Regions from separate parts of the Sus scrofa genome. Here region 2 is linked to region 1. A link is a contact called in public HiChIP or PLAC-seq data. All regions are on one chromosome and are shown on one strand. Each heading gives the region's core, a stretch centred on a gene start, on an enhancer-like site or on the middle of the called end of the contact. The rest is flanking DNA. Distances are from core to core; before and after follow the strand shown. Region 1 has its middle 110 kb from the start of ZNF462. Region 2 has its middle 210 kb from the start of ZNF462.

Evidence for each region. HiChIP or PLAC-seq counts read pairs in DNA pulled down with a chosen protein or histone mark.
Region 2: a contact with region 1 is called in an H3K27ac HiChIP or PLAC-seq map of skeletal muscle, with 6 times the contacts expected there. The contact joins two enhancer-like sites. A contact is called at or near these places in 1 of 47 Hi-C or Micro-C datasets (skeletal muscle) and 1 of 2 datasets of contacts at active chromatin or transcription factors (skeletal muscle).

Annotation. Positions count from the first base shown.
Region 1 is chr1:247,919,540-247,922,177 of Sscrofa11.1, forward strand. No RefSeq gene overlaps it. Among named protein-coding and RNA genes, the nearest start is that of ZNF462, 110 kb to the right of the region's middle. Within about 2 kb of position 1,347, at least 6 of the 83 cell types and tissues checked have an H3K27ac peak or open chromatin away from gene starts, as enhancers often do. A contact at or near this core is called in skeletal muscle, where this site is marked.
Region 2 is chr1:248,233,152-248,235,789 of Sscrofa11.1, forward strand. No RefSeq gene overlaps it. Among named protein-coding and RNA genes, the nearest start is that of ZNF462, 210 kb to the left of the region's middle. Within about 2 kb of position 1,325, at least 3 of the 83 cell types and tissues checked have an H3K27ac peak or open chromatin away from gene starts, as enhancers often do. A contact at or near this core is called in skeletal muscle, where this site is marked.

The DNA of each region.
Region 1 (2,638 bases), core at 97-2,596:
CCAGTTCTACCAAAATGTTGCTGTGCAGTCAAGAGTGAGTGACATCGCCATTCTGGGCCTCTTCTTCCTGTCTGTAACAAGGAGGAACTTGGTCCAGATTATCTCGGATAACTGTGTTTCCATCATCTTGACTTTCCATCCATCAGGATTTCTCAATCTTGGCGTGACTGACACTTTGAGCCAGATAATTTTTTTGTCGCGCTAAGGAGGGGTGACTGGTCTGAGCATTGGAGGGTGTTTAGCAGCATCCTTGGCTTCTACTACCCAAGGTGTGAGAACTAAAAATGTTTTTAGACATTGCCAAATGTCCCCTGTGGGTCAAAAATCATCCTTCCCAGTTAAGAACTACTTGCTATATATCTATCTATATAGATAGATAGATAGATAGATAGATAGATAGATAGATAGATAGATAGATACACACACACATATATAAGGGTTTCAGGCATTGGGTACTTGTTAAAGTGCTGAATTCAATGGCTTTTAATGTCCCTTCCAGTCATAAAATTCCAAAGGCCAATGATGCTGTGACTGATTGAATTTAAACCCACTTATAAGCCACATATTTGAGATACGCCCTCGTCATCTCTCATGTCTCTTACACCTGCTGGATTCCATGGAAAAGAATGACTCAGTTTTCTACATCTTTGCTAGAGGTGACAGGGGATGTATCCCAACCACAGGCTTGGGGTCCATCTGACCCAGTCACCAGGCAGGTATCCTTGGGCAAATTCCATACATCAAATACAGATGACATCTTGGATGACATCTCAGAGCAATTTGGAGAGAAGTAGGAGGAGGAGGAGGAAGAACTCTAAATGGGAAGATTCTGCTTTCCTTTTTCCTACAGGAACCTGATTACCACTTGCTCATTTCTGAGCCAGAGCCTGGGGTATGAATCAGGTTGGCTTTTGATTCAGGTCTTTCCAGCCAGAAGTAAGAAGCAGCTCTGAAGAAAAGGAGTGGACAGATGATCCAGTTAGCAGTCAGAGGAATGCTAGGGACCAAGAGAGAGCTTTGGTTCCAGCTGAAAATGTCAGCAGAGTGCTGGGAGAAAGGAATCTGTTTAGCAGGTGTGTTTGGAATCTGGCAGAGAGCTCTGGGCCAGGTCCAGGACCACTGAGCCGTTCTGAATGCCTTCTATGTTGACTCCCTGGGACTGAGACCCAGGATTTAAAGGGGAGAACGTCTAGGGTAAACACACAGTGGCCAGACAGTGGCTAGAATTTTTCCTCAGGCCTTCTGTGTCTCTTGCAGAACACCAAGGAGCCAGCAACAGGAGTGTAGCCCGAGTCCGCGGCCCTCGCCCACCCTCCTCTCCATCACCTGATCCAAGAGGAGCTCCGAAAATAGCTCAGAATCTGGGCCTGCCTGGGAGAGACATAAAGATCCATTTACATGGGAAGGTGACTGCTCTGAATACCCACAGCAGACCAATCTATGCTAATGGCTCCGTCTCCCTCCAATCTGGGATTTCTATAACTGGCTCCTACACTCTGTCGTTGCCAGCAGAAATGCCTGAATTATCTTAATTCCAGAATGTAAATTATTCCAATTTTGAGGCCATCATTTTAAAGCTGTCAAAGTCAATATTTTTAACAAGGCTAGAAAAAAAAATACAACTGGAAAATGTCTAAACAAGTTGTGCTTGAGGTCTCGAGACAACTTCTGGCAAAATCTGTGCTGAGATGGAGAAACACCCCACACTGATTCCACGATGAGGGAAAAACATCACTTCATCACCAATTTGTCAGCAGGAGAACCACTGAGACCATCTCCTTGCATTGATCATTTTCAATCTGTTACTTTCTACTTGCAGGTTAATCATTTACCTTTCGGTCCTATGATTTTTTAAAAAAATTAATTCCTAAAGGAATAACACGTAACACTTGGTCCTGAAGAGAAATGAAAAAATCCTGCCCTAACCTCCCCTCTTCCAAAGTTTCCACTTCATTTCTGTTTTAATTCACATCCTCCATTATTCTCTGAGAGCGTGTGCCAGGCACAGCCCTGGGGATGCTGGGATAAGTGAGAAATTCCTCAAGGTGAGGGAAGAAGCTTTCAAACGGAGTACCCTGCTCTTGGTCAGGAAAGAAAAGGCAACTCCTTTATATGTGTGCATCCGTTTCCATCAAGGTGAATCATCACTCCTGCCTGATTAACCCTCCCAGACAGAAAACGGGCATTGAAGGAAATGAGCAGGTGAGGAGTGGAGTATGCAAAGCAGAATCACAGTCATGGTTCACCTTTGGGGCAGAGGCGATTCATGAGCACCTGGGAAGCTAGCCAGGTTTCAGGAATATGATTTTGTCCAGCCAGGCATCTCCACTCACCACTGCCCCGGATGGACGCCAGACTCGGGGTGGTCCTCATGGGGTAGTGCTCTTAGGGGCCCATCTCCTGTTCAGGGGCTGGAAAACACCCCATTCCTGCAGCTCTGAAGCAGGATTAATTGATTGGTCTCGTATGAACCTAAAAGCTGTTAAGAGCAAGGAGGATGAAAAGCCATTTAAATTGCTTTATTACCATTTTCTAGTAAAGTACCAGTTTAGTTCTCAGCCCTACTGTGAAGCAGCGGGTTTCCAGATATTGACTGTGCTGGCATGTGCTTCTAGAAGAGAGGAAATGCCTGGGTCTG
Region 2 (2,638 bases), core at 75-2,574, 310 kb after region 1:
TTTTTAAAAAAAATTATAGTTGATTTACAACGTTGTGCCAATTTCTGCTGTACAGCAAAGTGACCCAGTCACACACATATATATATACATTCCCTTTCTTATATCATCTTCCATCATGGTCTTTCCCAGGAGACTGGATATAGTTCCCTGTGCTGTACAGCAGGACCTCATTGATTATCCATTCTAAATGGAATAGTTTGCATCTATTAACCCCAAACTCCTAGTCCATCCTTTTTTAAAAATGTGTCCCTTTTTTTTTTTTTTTTTTTTTTTTGTCTTTTTAGGGCTGCACCTGCGGCATATGGAGGTTCCCAGGCTAGGGGTCAAATCGGAGCTATAGCTGCTGGCCTACACCACAGCCTCAGCAACGCCAGATCCGAGCCGTGTCTGCAACCTACACCACAGCTCATGGCAACACCAGATCCTTAACCCACTGAGAGGCCAGGGATCAAACCTTCGTCCTCATGGATGCTAGTCAGAGTCACTTCTGCTGAGCCACGATAGGAACCCCACATGTCCCTTCTTCAGTACCTCCTGGCCCTCTCAAACAGGGACCCCTAACATTCACTCAGCCCTCTTAACATTTCCCACCCAGGTCTTTCAGCCTGTTGTTTATTCCCTCTGCTTGCAACTTGTGTCCTCCATGAAGCATCAGGGTCTGCCTGGCCTCCCTCGGTTCCCACCCAGATGTGGCTTTCTCAGCAAGGTCCTCTCTGGCTGCCCTGTCTGAAGCTGTCACAGCCCCTGTCACTCTTTGCCTCCTTTATCCCACTTTATCTTTCACCTTAGCACTTACTACCATCAAACCAAGCACATACTCTCCCCATGTAGCCTGCTGACAGACTTACCCCATTAGAATGGAGCTACGTGCAGACAGGGCCTTCTGCTTTGTTCACTGCTGGAAACCGGGAACCTAGAAGGATGTGTAACCCACAGGAAGGGCTAAATAAATACTGAATCGATCTATTTGTGCATCTAAGTCATTCACGAACATCCAGCACAGAGCAGGTTCTCAAAAATAAAAGCTTGGATGGATAGATAGAGGAGGTACGTATGCAGATTCTCCTGAGACCTTCCCTTCTGGGGTTTGGGGAAAAATCGCATTTTCTGTGCCGTCTGTACAGGGAGGAGGCAGGCCCTTGCTCCTCTCTCTGGCTTCCCCATAAAACATTGATCTGTGCTGAGATTTCTTTGAGGCGTGAACTCCTGACCCTGCTCCTTCTGGAATGCTGAGCTGCAGGATCTCAGGGAGGAGGCAGGACACAACTGGGGCCTGGGCATCGGCCCCAGACGGGAGCAGCAGATGGCGCCGGGGACAGCTCGGTGAGGAAGGCACGGAATCCTGGCAGGGAAGGGACAAGGTGTGTGCCAGGGCTCCTGGGCAGGCTGGCAGAGGAGGACGGGCTTCTTGTTAAGTTAATTGAGGTAATTTTTGCTGCCACCTTTTGGATGGTAACAAAATTCTTCTTCTACCAGCCACTGATCATATCTCTGACTCCCGCCACGTTCCATTGTACAGAGATGGTGCTCTAAATTTAGCTCCATTTATTGAGCTATTCCTTAAAATTTTGTCACTTAAAAAATAATTATAGGATTTCTCTGACAGACTGTAATACATGGAGTGCACCAAATTACAGGTATAATTTGGAGAGCCAACTGGGATCACCAAATAAAATTGACAGCAGTGGCCTAATTCCAGACTAATCCGAGTGGCGGCTGGAGAGAGTTTATTCCTTAGGCCCCTCTTCTTAATCCGCGTGTTGAGCCAAAAGGTCGAAGGTACCAAAAGAAACTAAAAGAAGTGGACTCTAGGCCAAGGTACTGGCCCTGGGGAAGCCCAGTTTTCCTTTGCTTGGCAGAGCTAGGGAGACCACCCAGGCGCCCAGAAAGTCAGATGGGCTCTCCTTGAGCTCAGGGGAAGTTGGGCTGAGCTGCCCTCTGTCTTTCCAGTTGGCCAAGAGCCTGGCATAGGTGACTTATAGAGGAGAAGGGGTTTTTCCCTTCTCTCTAAAAAAAAAATTCTCTCTCTATATATGTGTGACTGGGTCACTTTGCTGTATAGTAGAAAATTGACAGAACACTGTAAGCCAGCTATAATGGAAAAAATAAAAATCATTTTAAAACATCTTAAAGATAAATTCCCCATCTTAGGAAATTAAAAAAAAAAATTCTTTTGGATTTTCAGTGATTGTAAACTTCGGAAACCAAAGTCAGTCTCCCAAAGGGAAAACGATGCCCAGGAGGAAAAGAACGGGTCCCTCTGGGAAGTGAAGACCCCACTCAGCTGAGCCCTGGTGGACAGAAAAGCCATGAGGAGATGCGTAATGCTGTTTCCGATGCATTGCACAATGGTACTGTGTTCCCACTTCGGTACAGTCCCTGGGGAACCACAGCAAATCAGAGGAATAAGGGTGGTCTATTCAGCCTAAAACCTTCAGTAGATGCTACAGAAGAAGAGCCTAGGATGGGTAGAGAGGCCAGGGGGAGTACTGTCCAGGGAGTGTTTGGGCATAGAGGCAGGGAGCTGGTGAGGAGGATGGCGCCGCCCTGCTGGTGATCAGTGACATCTCCCCTAAATCAGACTTCTCTTCACAGATGGTTCATCACGGCTTTCTCAGAGCTGTAAAGGGCTTTCGGG